Linked DNA regions of Zea mays: all the other regions are linked to region 1. Evidence: chromatin contacts called from public Hi-C data. All regions are on one chromosome and are shown on one strand. Each heading gives the region's core, a stretch centred on a gene start, on an enhancer-like site or on the middle of the called end of the contact. The rest is flanking DNA. Distances are from core to core; before and after follow the strand shown.

Region 1 (4,891 bases), core at 2,366-4,865:
AATCAAGTTGGGTAGGCTAGAGTTGAAACCTAACAAGATGGTATCATAAAAGAAGCAAAAAAAAACTCGAACATGGAACCCTCGCATAAGTGGTCGACCCAACTCTGGATCATCTCCTAGTCACTTGCGTCTTTACAAGGTAATTCTGGTTCTTTCTCCTTAGCCGGATGGACCTGGCAGTCCTTGCCCCGCAGCTTGATGAAATTTCCTTCCTAGAGTGGTGGAGGAAAACTTCCTCTTCTCTTCCTTCGCTCATGCAGAAAGGTCTCAACTCTCTCATAACCCTGGGAGCTTGGACCTTATGGAGACAGAAATGATTGCTAGATTGAAGGCAAACCCCCACTCCTAACTAATGCCTTATGTATGGCTGGGGGTGATCTTTGGTATCGGGGTATAGCAGGAACCAAAGATGTTCAGCTCCTGGAGGGCCACGGCTGAGCTAATTTGAGCCCTTGTTTCTAGGTCGTTTTCTATTTGCATCAGGCGTGTATGTAACTAAATCTACTAGGAGGGTGTGAGTGTGCGGTCTCATCTTGTATTTTGTTTGCTGTCCTCTTCTATTAATGAAATGATACGCAACCCTCATGTGTATTTGAGATAAAAATGCAGGGAAGCTAGTCATCCTACTCAAGGCCCCACACTAGGAGGGGGTAAATCCCTGAGTCCTTATCAAACATTTTAGAAAAATATTAGTGGATTGTTATACTATGATACAATTGGAACATGTAACATAAACGCAGCTGAAAAATAATCAATATTTTCTCAAAAAACGTATGATATGCAACACAGGAACTGGGCCTAATTTGGGGTGTGTGTGTGTGTGTCAGTGTGTGTAAGCTCACTACCCACGTTCGAGTCCTCTTTGACTTGAATTTATTTCTTATTCATAATGCCACTTATTACCTCCTAGGTTGGTTGAGATTTCTTTATATCTGCAACAAAATAGGCTGTGTTAAGGAGTTCGTACATAGAGGCTTTTACTATCATATTCTAAAACCAAAGAGCAATGATCACATAGAGACATGTCCCCCTGGCGCTGCTCCTAAGGTAGGGGGATACTGAAGGTACACACTATTAATAAGTACTAAGAAATCTCAGGGAGGTATTCAAATTTGGAAGTGCCCAGATTGAATGGTTTGAGCCTGGGTGAGTGATGGATGGTCACCTTAGCGTGGTCTACCAAGTGACCTATCACTAGCTTCTATTCGTATTCTGAAAAAAAATATACCATAGTGAATGACTTTTCCTACTTCATTCTAGACTTGTAAATTGTCTGGGTACCTCCTTGTACAAGTCTACAAGATGATAGCACTAAACCAGCCACGGATAATGGAATTGAAGACTAGGCTGGTTGAAAGCTGCAGTTGCAGACCTGTTCTCTTATTGTCAATCAAATATGCAATAGCAAATTAATTAAAAAGTATTTTCTTAATTGATGGTCCATGCTTTGAGCAAGATCCAGCTATTCTTCCTTTTCCACCTCATTTCAAAGAAAAATCGGCCAGCTCATATTCAGCATGATTGGTTGCCCGGGCAACCGGCGCCTGGAGCCTGGCTTGCCACAAACGCCATTTTCCGGCGTTTCCACGCGTGCAACTGAAGATGCTTGATTTGGCATATCCCACATCCGCACATCCAGGTCGGTCCATCCGCAAACAAGCATCCAATCAGGTGCTGCTGGACAGTCAACGCACGCACACAGCCTGGCTGCCGAGCAGCAGGCATCCAATCACGTAGAATATTTCCATATGCATGCGAAAAAAATCGACCAATTAAAGAAAAGCATGTCCAACACCGGTTGAGATGGTTTGGACAGATCCAACGGACTAACGGAGACTTTGGTTTCAGTTGGGTTAAACTGTAGCCTATTTCAACTTGCTTGGAACTTAAACGCTTTCTTCTCCTATGCACTGACATTTTTTTACCAGCAGCATTGCCAAAATCACCAGTACTGGGTGGATATTGTGCTATATTTTGAGGCATACAGCATAAGAAAGAAATAGCACATTCCTAACGCAGGGAAAAACATCCAGACAGGTGGAAAGAAAAAAAGAGAGTATTGTCAAGACAAATGCAACAAATCAGTGAAGGCATAGTAGCAATGGCACACCAAAAGCCTATAATAACTTAAAATCAGTGTGTCCTAATGAGTTTAGTGGTCTCAGCTTCCAGCAACCACAGCAGCACCTTCCTTTGTGTTATCAGAATCAAAACAATCTCAATACCCCTTCAGATGCTTGCGGACTCCAACAACATCAACAGATTGTGCAGTATGCCCCTGCAAACTTAGAAGCACTCAAGCACACATGCTAACACTAAGACAAAGCACATACAGCTGCCCATTTTACACATGTTAATCTGTTAGACCTTGGATACTGGTCTACTGCACAGCCATAGTCGTGGCAAATCTGTAGTGCTACTACATGAAGTGTAACTAACAATAACAAAGCACGATATTTTGTTTTTCAAACATGATCAGTCATTCCAAGCCTAATAACCTTCCTCCCACCCACGCACAAAAGAATGTATCAGTTCACTCTGGAAAAAATTGAGTTGTAACAATACCACTGCGCAAACTACAATGCACAATACCACTGCACAAACAGCAATGCATAAGTGCAAAATCCTGAGGACGAAATCCAATCCGTATACTATGAGCTCCAAACCCCAACCATTCCAACGAGAAATTTTAACTGCACCACCAACATCACGATAGCAGAGACAAGAAGCGCAGCATCCAGAAGACAAAATTCCCATCCTACGAGCTCCAAATAAGACCACAAAATCAAGAGGACGAAATCCCTATCATACAAGCTCCACATCCCAGACATCCGAATGCGAAATTTGAACGGGGCCTTCACCATCATCATCCCTAAAACAGAAACCGGCCCCACCAAACCGAGAAGACTAAATCTCTACGCTACGAGGTCCAAATCCCAGTCACACAAATTCAAAATTTGAAACGGGCCTTCACCACCATCATCCGGCGACAAGAAAACACAATCCGAAGTCCAGCCGATACAGTCAATCCCAAAACCTCACCTAAAACACAGAACCTCGCATCCTCCAGGCTCCAATCCAAACTGCTCGTATCGTACGCACACCAGCAAAATCCAAAAAAAACTAAACATTCACGAAGCACCCAGCCAAAGCGAGCGGTTCGAGCGGAGAGAGAGAGGAAGAGCCATACCCTGACTTCCATGATGGCCTTGAGCCGCAGGAGCGCGGCGACGCCGTCCTCCTTGGCGGCCTCGAGACTGGCCGCGAGGGCCACGGCTCGACGCTCCGCCGTCAGCACCCGCGCCGCCGACTCCTGCGCCATGTTGAGCATGATCCTGGCGTACGCCTTTTTCATGGCCACCACCTGCACGAAAAACCCCCGATCAGCACGAACAGCGTGCGGCGGCGGCGGGTACAGGGGGAGGAATTTCACCTGGCAGTCCGTCATTTTGGAGTGGGAAGAGATTAGGGGAGGAGGGAGTTGGTTGTTGCTGGAGCTAGGGGTTGTGGCGGTTGCAATAGAGGTGTGGCAAACGGAAAGTTGGAGAGGGAGGTGGGCGCGTCGCGGCAGCCGCTGCTGCGCTTGAGCCTTTTAGCTGGCTGCTTGCTTCCGTTGGAGTGGAAGGAAGGGGCCTGTTTCCGATTTTTAGGCGGAAGCGGTGGGAAGCCCAACTTCCCTAATGTTCCAGCCATGGCGGAGAGAACCCTTTGGTTCCGGGAAATTGTTGTTTCAGCCATGGCGGGGAGAACCTTTTGGTTACGAAGAATTGTTGTCTTGACTCAAGACCAGGGCCGACCCAGCCCAAAATTTGAATAGGGGTCTAATACCTAAGTGAAGACCTAAATAGAAACATAATAACTACTAAATTTTTGTAGGTACGTTAAATAAGATAAAATGTCTACTGAAACTAGAGAATTGAGTGGGGGCATGTGCCCCACTAAGCCTAACGTGGTTCGACCCTACTCAAAACTATCTGTTCGTAAGTTTATATAGTAAACCAGACATAGAAATAATAAAATAAACTTTTATTGTTCACTCTCTGTACACAAGAGAAGACAAAGTTCAAGAAAAAAATGTACTCGTCACGTCCCACAATGCGGCCAATGAGGGTCTAGGTCTATTTGGAAGTAAAGTATTTTTTATAATTTCTAGGTAATAGTATAGTTTGTACTTTGTAGTAATATCATAATATCTCTACTACTCTATAATACTATAATATAGACCATCCATGCACCCTCTGTCTTCCCACGACGTATAGGACTCACATGTCAGTGTCTCCCTTCTTCTTTGTGCGCGCAGCGCTTTGCTCTCCCCTTCCACGCCCTCTACCCTCTACCCCTTAGCCTGAACCATGGTCCTCGCCGCAATCCCCTACCCCCTCTCCCGACCACCTCCATGATCCCCCAACCGAGAATCCCGCTTAGGATGTCATAAAGTCGTCGCAGTGTCGTATCGCCCTGTGATGCCCCCACACCCCCCAGTTCTCCATCGTGTTACTCCCCCGCCACGCGACTCGCCACCCCATGCCTCCACGCGAGACACCTCGGTGGCTAGCACAAGCTGTCCTTCTTCTTCGACTCCGGTGACGCGCGTCGGCCTCCGCCACCCCGTCCCCAAGCTCATCTTCCTGAAGGGTACGCTGGCACATATCCTCGCTCAGCTCAAGGAGAAGCCCGCTGCCTCCGCCCCGACGGGCGCATGCACGTCGTGGCCCTAGCAGAGTCGTTGGCGTTGCAGATCCCGCAAGAGTAGGAGACGCTCGCCTTCCTCCACGCCCGTTCGAATCGGATAGCATCGTGGATCTGTTCATCGGGCGGTGCCTCAGTGGCGGTGGTGGAGGAGGCGATGGTCCCGTTCGTGGAGTAGGTCTGCGATCGCATTCGAAGTCCA
Region 2 (4,831 bases), core at 1,346-3,845, 310 kb after region 1:
CATGAATTCAACTAAAAAGATACTGCAGTGCAGCAAAACATAATTTACATGAAACTGAAAGCACAATAGTATTATAATAATACCCGTAGTAATCACCCTTCATCTTGAGGTAGAAGACCTTGGACTCTGCAGCTGTTAATGAGGCGGAAACGGTGGGAATCAAGGAGCTTGAGGATTCCATCACAGATCTTGCTGAGTTCAACTTCAATCTTGTTATGGTAGTCCTCAATGAGAGTGACACAGTCCACGTTGACACGGCCTTCTTCCCCCTACTCAATGGAGGATATGATGCACCATGAAGCACATTGGGTTCCATGACAATCTTGTAAGCAATTGACAGAACGTAGTGCTCCTCAGAATCAACTGTCTTAGCCACCTTCTCCATGAACTCAATCAGCTCTTCATACTTCTCAGAATCAACTCGAATTTCAAGGGAAATTTTTGAGTTAAATGCTAATTTGCAGACAAAAAAGGTGAAGCAATTCGCAAACTTTAGCCTAAAAAATCTCAGATTTATCTAAACAGGATAAATGACTGAGAAAGAAGATCAAAACTTGGAAGGCACAATGTGAGAGAAAAAAATAAATGTACCACAGCGACCGATAGGCAACCGATAGATCCAACTGAAATGAATTACACGAATCCATAGACCCCTGCCTCATACATACATGATGGCCTCATTAAATTTGAATTTTCAATTTGATAAATCCATATTTCCTCCAAACAAACATTATCAACCAGTACACAGCAGTTGCATCAGATTTGCTTAACAGACCTAAGAATAGCATGCAGTAAAACATAGGACTAAACTGAACTTTAGTAACACAAGTCAACATCTCAGCTATTCCTCACATTTATTAAGCTATTGTAAGCTTAAGCAGCTAAGTCCTTTTCCTTTCCATGGGTATAAAAGGGATTTCAAACAAAACAAAAAAGAGGTTCACCCTCACTCTCTTAGGTGACACGTGGGGATTTGAAAAATGCCATGGCACAACAGCACGAAGAGCATGATGCATGAATGCATCTCTCTTGGAACATCATATATTCACATATATGCCATGGAAACTTTATAAATTAGCTGATTGTGCGCGATTTAGGTACAACACGCGACTTGGTAGTCATTCAATACATCATCGCACTCCATTCCATCCAATCTCACTCAGTACAACCGCACCTATCTGAATAGTCTTCTCTGCCCACCAATCCAAATGATTTTATCACCTTCACTCCCACAAATGCAGTGAAGAACCACAATCCAATCACCTGACATTACATAAGCAGCATGTGGTGATGCTGCATGGGAGGTCGATCACCCACATTGGCCACCTCCATTCTTATCTCTATCTCTATCCTTGTCCTTAGGAGGAGGTGGAGGAGCATTAGGCATCTTCAGAAAGAACGAAGTCGAGAGCAGAGAGAGTGAGACTTGGACCTGGTCACGGCCCATCCTCACCGGCAACTGCCGCCTCTGCTGCCCGGGCGGCGCTCCAGCAGCACGCTGCTGGACCGGACGAATGTACATCTCGTGTAGCCGCCGGAAGCCGCCAAGCGAAAGCACGACGCTGCGAAGCATCTGCTCGGAGAATCCAGTGTAGGCCCACTCCCGCACGCACGCCGCCTCCCACAGCCGCTCGTCCCGCGCCAGCAGTCGCCACCCGCGGCTCACGCACGCCGCGGCCGCCAGCGTCCGGGCCTCCGCTCGCATCAGCACCTCGAACACCAGGTCCTCCCCGAGATCCGGCACCCTGGCCTGCTCGTCACCTCCGGCCTCCGAACCTGGCGGCGGCTGCTCGCCCACTCTTGCGTCCTGTGGCAACTGCTCCGCCAGCGGCGGTGGAGCCTGCAAGAACGAAGACGAGCACTCGCCCGCCATGCTGGAGCTTGCGACCGGCTCCTCCGTCCGCTGCTTCTTACTCGGTTCGCCCACGGGCGAGCCACCACCGACGCCCGTGGCAGCGGGTGCTGGGGCCCGGTGGTCGTCGCCACCGCCTGACGAATCAGAGCGGCACTTCATGGCCGGCGAATCGGGACAGCCGTGCCCGTGGGTCAGCCACTGCTTTCGAGGAGGAGCGGCGAGTGGATGAACATGCGTGAAGCAGTGCAGTTTATTATCTATACTTAATGCTTTTTTGCGACTTCCTTTGGAAAGCACCTAGATAAAAAAAAACGGGGGTGTTTGCCATACCTAGATTTTCCTCACCCTCCCACCAGACTACCAGAGCTAGGCATCCACCGCCCGCGCGTTCTCCACGGAGTTCGACACCCCCCAGCTTGTGCCCTCTCCGTAGCCTCCTTACTTCCCGAACGGCGCCAGCGCGGAAGGCTTGCGGTGGGTGTCTCTCGATCCGTACGACAGCGCGCAATCTGTGGCGGCAGCACGTCGATCCGCGACGGCTCTGCGTGGATCCGGACGATGGCGGAGTCGATTTGGGTGGGGAAGATCTGGGTGCGGCAGCGCCAATCCGGGGGCGGGCGGGGAAGCAGCGCGGCGATGAGATGAGAGGCGGCGGCGGTGCGTGCTGATGATAGCCGGTAGGCGACGGACTACGCAGCTCGCAGTCGCAGGGGCGGCCGCAGAAGGTGTTGAACAATTAGACAAATTCCAGTTTAAATTCCGAAGATAAATTATGACCAAATTAGAAGAACTGAAATAACAAGCCAAATTAGAAGATGCGTACTGATTAAACATACTGATAGATGGCACGCGCAGGAATCAGCAGGGTCGACGATGTCGAAGTAGCGAAATCAGCAGAGTCGACGAGGTCAGCAGATCACGAGCAGTCGCGTGAAGACGCTTCCCAAAAACCTTATTCGCCCTCTCCCGGTGCAGGATCTAGAAGACGAAGGGTTCCGGAGACCTGCTCTCCTGATCGCAGATGCACCTCTGCGGTCGGGACGAAGAGAACTAAAAGGCGGCTCAGCTATGAAGAGAGGCGAAAGCGAACTGGGATCTGGGATGATCTGGAGGCTGGCTGCCGGGCTCATTTTATAGGGCCGAGTCCGCGACCCCCGTGCTTATCCGCCCACGAAAATCTCGCAATCAGTTGAGATTTTATAGCGATCGGTTAGGATAAGCGTAACAGCCAAGAAACCAAAAAATCAAACGGCAAAAGGTAGCCACGCCCCCGCAAGGCGAGGGGCCGGATTTCGGCGGACCATTCACGCGCATGTCGTGCGCCCGCGCCCTTCGCCTCGCCTTGCCTCGCCCGGCCCGGCCAGGCGAGGCGAGCGAGCGAGCGCGCGCGCGTGTGGCTCTCCACACTCTCTCCTCTCATCCATGACTTGGTGAGTGAGTGTGGCTTCCATATTTAAGCTAGCTCTACTCCACTAGAGCTAGCAATATGGTGCTAATGGTTCCATATATCCTCTAGCCATCCTCTTGTATGGGCTTTTGAGATTTTCTGGGATTTATTTGAATTTCTTAATTGGGCCAAGCCCATAAATCCTAACAATCCCCCACCAGATCTCAAATGCCCATCTGCAGTTTTCGCCACTGTTCACTACTGTTTAATATACTAGTTTTTCAGCAGAGACTGTTAAGTTGAACTTCCGCCTAGAACTCCAAGCTACACTAACCCACAACTTGGACAATGGACTATGCCTTGAATTGCAAGTTTTGCGTGAATGAGTTTCACTTGAAGTCATGACCAGTACTTGGCTACCAGTAGTCCCCTTCTCGGGTGGAGCATATACGTCGTACTCCAAGGTCTCTTCATAAGTTTACTAGAGATCACCCAAATCTCATAGACTGCGACGTTAGACAGTCTAACTCATATAGGTGTGTTCTTTCAAAGAATGTTCTGCAGGACAACATCTTCGCTAATACAAGCCAACAGAACACATTAAGGCACAAAGTCAACCTGCCTTACAGCATTTGAGAGTATTGCATCTTTACTTAGAGAGGGTCAAAGGTTACTCTCCTCAGTTCACCAATGGCTTGTTCTTCCCAGGACCTAATTCACTGGATCTCCGATCACATAGACTGGGTTTCCACCATGGCAACTTTATTCGGGTCTCATACCCATCTCTCTCGATGCGATTTCTATCACATTACGTGGTAGTCCCTTGGTAAAAGGATCTGCCAGATTTTTATCTGTTGAAATATAAGTCACACTTATAACTCCGGAGTTTCTCAACTTTCTGACAGACTTCAATCGTCTTTTGACATGTCTTGATGACTTTCCATTATCCTTAGAACTCGTCACTTTAGCAATCACTGTCTGATTGTCACAGTTCATAAGGATAGCTGGTATTGGTTTCTCAACCACCGGCAAGTCCATCAAGAGTTCACGCAACCATTCTGCCTCAACGGTTGCTATGTCAAGTGCAGTTAGCTCGGCTTCCATGGTTGACCTCGTCAAAATGGTCTGCTTGCATGACCTCCATGATACCGCACCTCCACCAATAGTAAAGACATAACCACTGGTGGCATAAAGCTCGTCTGCATCAGATATCCAGTTCGAATCACTATATCCTTCAAGTACTGCATGCTGACCAGAATAGTGAATTCCATAACTCATTGTACCTTGCAGGTAGCGCATAACCCGCTCAAGTGCATGCCAATGACCAGTCCCGGGGTTTGACATGAACCTACTTAATTTGCTCACAGCAAACGAGATATCGGGCCTTGTTGCACCAGCAAGATACATGAGTGAACCGACAATCTGAGAGTATCTCAATTGGTCTAAACCAATTCTCTTGTTCTTTCGCAGTGTCACACTGGGATCATAAGGTGTTGGATAAGGTTTGCACTCAGAGAAGCCAAATCGCTTCAAAACCTTTTCAACATAGTGAGATTGCGAGAGAGTAATCCCACCATCTGCCTTAATCA
Region 3 (5,047 bases), core at 2,358-4,857, 380 kb before region 1:
GTCAATCCATAATGCTAATCCAAGTGATGATAGAGGAAGTCAACCCCAAAGGCAACAACACAGCTCCCAGTCATCAGGGCCACAACAAAGCTCCTTCAGGCCACCAGCCCCAAGAGGTAGAGGGGGGCAGAAGAATCGGAGGAAGATAAAGAGATCAGCCCAGAAGACTATATTGCTTATTCTGCGGCGAAGACAAAGGCCACACCACACGCACTACAGGAATCCGAATCATTCACGGCGGCTACATTAATTCTCGTTGGCCAGAGACCGGGCCGACGGGAATAACGTAATCCCCGTCGGCCAAAAGAAGGCCGATAGTGATTAATTAATACCCGTCTGCCAAGAACGCCAGCTGACGAGGATTAATTAATCCCCATCGGCCCAAAACGTCAGCCTACCGCGATTAATTAATTCCCGTCGGCCCGTCATCAAGGCCGACGGGAATAACTTAACTCCCGTCGGCCCAATACTCTGGCCGACGGGAGTTATTTGAATATGTCAACGGCAGCCGCAGCGAACTCATTTCTCTTCCTCTCCCTGGAAACTAACGGCCGCCGCCGCGCCCGCCCGCACTCCTCCGCGCCCACCGCTGCCGCCCGCCCATCCGATCACCTGCCGCTGGTAGCCGCCAGCCTGGCCGGCACCGGTAGCCGCCCGCCCGCCGGTCGCCTGCCCACCGTGCCCGCCCGCCCGCCTAACGCCGCCACCCGCCCACCCGACCGCCAGTCCGGCCTCCGCGCCCACCGCCGCCGCTCGTCCGGCCTCCGCGCCCACCGCCGCCGCTCGCCTGCCCGCCCGTCCACGCCCAACCACCGCCGCCGATTGTCGCGCTGCTCATCCACCATTTGCCACCGTTTTTTGCCGCGCCGCCCGACGCTGCCGCCTCCCCACGCCGTCTGCCGTCGCCGCACTGCCGTCGTCCACCACAGTCGTCCACCGTCGTTGTGGCAGAACCTCCCAAGTTATTGGGCCCACATGCACCTGTCCTTGTCTCAAAGACCTCAGATGGCTATGCATGTGCTCCAAATAACTTAACAGGATCCGTCCGAGTGTCCCAAGGACCCCGGATCAACCACTTACAACCAGAACCGCAAGATTAAGTAAACACAAATCACACACCAACATTTTGCAGCGGAATTTCTTTATTACAAAAGGTTACAAGTTACGTCAAATTTACATTATGTTTATCGGAGTGATTACAAAGTGATTCAAAGAAATAAACTTTGAAATGTTATAAAGTATTTATAGTTTTGAAATATATATGCTAGCTTAAGTGATCATCCTCAATAAGAAGTATAGGAGAGGTACTTAGACTTATAAGAAGGCCGAGCCCACCGGCACTTAGCACCATCCATAGCAACACACTTCTATTTTCGGTTCTTCCTCCTGCTTGGGAACCACCTTTGCACAAAAGTAGCAAATCTCCGTAGGCTCTTCACCTAAAACAACATGGGACAAAGCCCTGAGTACGAAGTGTACTTTCGCAAGTCTTACCCGACTAAGGAAAAAGACTCTCAAGGATATGCTGGATTTAGGAATCAAGGAGAGGCTCTTAGCAAGAATCAACTTAGATACTTTTGCAGAAATAGCTTACTAAAGTGAGTCCTTACTTTCAATATTTTAACGCCAGATTAAATATTAATAGAATATGGTTGCACCTAGTCTAATTTCACCATCTCATCAATACAACATCATTTTTACTCATAATGTTCACATCCTGACTTAAGTTGCAGGTCAGTGATCAAGTCTCCACTCTCCGGGGATATAACGACGATCCAAATCGATTTACTCAGCTGAGGATCTCTAGCCACACGACATATGTAGCACTTAACCCTTGCATATGTCAACCGTTCCCACAGATCCTCCACAACGTGAACCGGTCCGCGCTAACCGGGAGCACAGTACTCCTCCATCCAGCCTCCAGTCAGGAGGGTACATGCTACTCCCACCATCTCCCACGCCCAGTGCGCGGTTGTCTTTTCACGTATGGAATAGCCGGGTTCAAGCTTACCCTGTCCTATATCTAGGGCATGTGGCTAGTTAAGATAGTCCTTGATCATATAGGCCTACATACGCATCCAATCCTTAATTAACCTGGGTGGAGCATCACCTGTTCCTAGCCCAAGTCTCGAGTTAAGTACTTCCACCCTTAGGATTGTTTTGTGTTCCTAAGGATGAAAAGAGCATTATAGGGAACTTTGCAGTAAGATCCCACCATTGCTCCCAACGAAAATATTTTTGCAGGCAGAAGCCATCCTTACTCAGGATAACCCCTAAGCTAGGCATTAACACAAAGGACAACCTCTATCCACAAGATCTAAGCAGGGATAAGCATTTTTGTAAATCATATTTTGATACTTCATCAGAAGTATCTATAAAGGTATGGATATCAAGGTAGGCAATGCATCAAAGGGTTTCCAAGCAACTCCTATAAACCTAATGCACATTTCCTAGACTTAAAGTGTGTAAAAATTATTTAAAAACACAAGGAAGGGGTTGCATGCACCGGGGCTTGCCTGGATAACACTAGGTTAGTGTTGTTAGACGACATCCGCTTGACGACCATCTTTTGTTCTGATACTTGTTCAGGCAGGTTTGTCCATCAGCATCATCATGCGGAGTAGCCTGCGCTTGGGGTCGACTTGGCTCGTCTTCCACATCGCGCGATTATTTATCGTACCTCATGAGATGCACGATGCATATGTATGAGCACAAGTATAAGATAGATATCTATATCGAAGAGAATGAAACACTTATAACAAAACATTTTACCAATATTTAAGACCACTACTCATACATACGTGGAACCTATTTAATTATATTTAACATATACACCTATCAAGGCACTACTCACCTGACCTACCCATCGACAATTATTATACAATATGATTAATTCACCATTGCACACAAGCACACCCCAACATTAGATCAATCCAATTATACCAGACATATGTTTCCATTTTGTAAATTAAGACGCATAAAATACAGGTCAATGGTGCTAACCACAACCGGCCATAACCATACTTAAAACTAACTTAACTAGTTTTCTAAGCCATTTTATCGGATTAACTTGTATAGCCTACGAGTTAAATACGATATTTAATCGTTCGCGATTAATATATCTATTCAATCCATCGACTAAATCAATTAATAAAAATAGTGAACTATAGAACGGTTACCGATTTAACTTACCATCAATTAAATTCGACTTGAAACCATGAAATCAACGACGCTTTTCAGCTCAGCATTTCACCGAAAAATAAGGTAAGTGTTGCGTCAAATCGCGCTTCATCTTTATCCGACGCTTGGCATTTCTTGAGGATGCATGAAACGACGACGAGATCGATTCTGGAGCGAGCTAGCGAGGTATGGTTGAGCAGGTTAGCGCGAGCTCTGGTGAGGACACGAATCCAGTAAGGATTCTGGCGACAGCAAGGTCACAAGCTGTAGTGAGAGCGCGGACACTGAGTCCGGGGAGGGAGAGGGGGACGCGAGCTTCGGCCACCGGCAAGTGTAGTATCGACGACGATGACCGGCGCGGGGCTGATAAGCGCGACAAGCACGTGCAGGGGGCAAGGGCAAGCGGTTAGGAGACGACAGTATGGTTCGGGCACGACCGTGCGAGCACTGGACGAGAAAAAACGACGGACTCAATGACACACGAAGCTATCACCTCCCTGTTGGGCATTCCGTCGAGCATCGGATAAGCGACGCACGAAACAGCACTGTCTTCACTATCCCCAGCTCGATGTCGAGGATCCACCAACTGCAAGCACCTACACTACTCCTGCACATCCGAGACAACGGCTTGACGAGGTTGAGCCCACGACGGTGACCCAGGGCGCGGTCCAGCGAGCAGAGAGCTAGGAGTGGCGCCGCGGCTGGCGAGTCCGAGCACCAGGGAGAGGCGCTTGGGCTAGAAAATCAGGGCGCCCGGCCAGCCGAGTTGGAGATGTCGCAGGCGTACAGCAGGAAGAAAGAGCGGCGTCCATGGCTACTCTAACAGAGGGAGCCGAGGCGAGTCCCGGGAAGCAGCAAAGACGAGCAGAGTTACGGCCACCATGGCGGGGAGGAGCTCGGCATAGGCACGGCGAGATCCGGCGATGCTGAAAAAAAATGAGGCGAGGCACCAGGTTGCCGAGAGGACGTTGGGCTTAGGTGGAATCAAGGTTAAGCAGAGCCTAGGCATGACCATGGCAGGGAGATGGGGAAGGAGCCGAGCTGGAGCAAGGAGAAGAGGGGGGACGCGACGCTGGGAGAAACGCCGGCAAGGGAGCAGGATGGCCGCGACCATGGCGAGCAGAGGATCCACTCGCGTGGTCCTGTGCACGCGGCTGGGCGAGCCCCATGGCCGGACCAAGGAGGACCCGAGTGGAGCAAGGAGGGACGCCATGGAGGTTGGGGAAAGCAGCGACCGGCGCTAGAGGAAGATGGAATTCTGGGAATGGAGCTACGAGAAGAAAGCAGGAGCGGCTGAGGAAGAACAGCTGCGCGCGGGGAGGAGATAAGCATCGCGAGAAATATCTAGGGAGAGAGATAGCGACGGGAGAAGAGGGAGATGGAAGCTGCGCGGTGAAAAAAAATCCCAGGCGGCTGAGATTTTTTTTTTACTTTTTTTTAAAAAATCGTAGATATTTTGAATCAAGATTTCTAGCGATGTATATAATTGGTCAACGCGCTATACGGCTACGCATTTTATTTTCCGAATTATGAAACGGAAACTCAGAGGAATAACAGCTTAGACTGTTCTGTCCAAATCTCGTTTGGATAATTTTCGTGACTATTCCAGCCACGATGCAAACGGACCAGATTGAAACGAGTTCGGATTCGGTATTTTAATATGCTCTACGTGATTCGACTGAAATTAGCAGAAACCAGATCCGCTAATGCATACGCGATTTCGTCGTCAAAACAATGTGCTGAAGGATAAATTGGATCATATCCTCGCGCACGATTTCACTTAGACGACGCGTGATCCTAATTATGTTGCACTAAGTATTTTAAGCGTCGAATTATAATTAATTTATTTGGGGACACGAATCGCAAT

The links. A called contact is a pair of places that touch in the nucleus more often than the background predicts.
Region 2: a Hi-C map of ear shows a contact between it and region 1, with 2.2 times the contacts expected there. The contact joins the promoter of LOC103653681 here to the promoter of LOC103653685 in region 1. A contact is called at or near these places in 2 of 25 Hi-C or Micro-C datasets (ear and tassel).
Region 3: a contact with region 1 is called in a Hi-C map of ear, with 2.8 times the contacts expected there. The contact joins the enhancer-like site here to the promoter of LOC103653685 in region 1. A contact is called at or near these places in 3 of 25 Hi-C or Micro-C datasets (ear, leaf and tassel).

What each region holds. Positions count from the first base shown.
Region 1 is chr4:131,563,747-131,568,637 of Zm-B73-REFERENCE-NAM-5.0, reverse strand. It overlaps LOC103653685, which reads right to left and starts at 3,615. Exons shown (of 5, transcript XM_008680510.4): 1 at 3,434-3,615; 2 at 3,191-3,364. The coding sequence starts at 3,448.
Region 2 is chr4:131,255,744-131,260,574 of Zm-B73-REFERENCE-NAM-5.0, reverse strand. LOC103653681 (F-box protein GID2) reads right to left here and starts at 2,595. Exons shown (of 2, transcript XM_020552602.2): 1 at 2,186-2,595; 2 at 996-2,056. The coding sequence starts at 2,014. The coding sequence ends at 1,310. It also overlaps the pseudogene LOC103655507.
Region 3 is chr4:131,944,786-131,949,832 of Zm-B73-REFERENCE-NAM-5.0, reverse strand. No RefSeq gene overlaps it. Among protein-coding and RNA genes, the nearest start is that of LOC118476950, 26 kb to the left of the region's middle. Within about 2 kb of position 3,607, at least 9 of the 20 cell types and tissues checked have an H3K27ac peak or open chromatin away from gene starts, as enhancers often do. A contact at or near this core is called in ear and leaf, where this site is marked.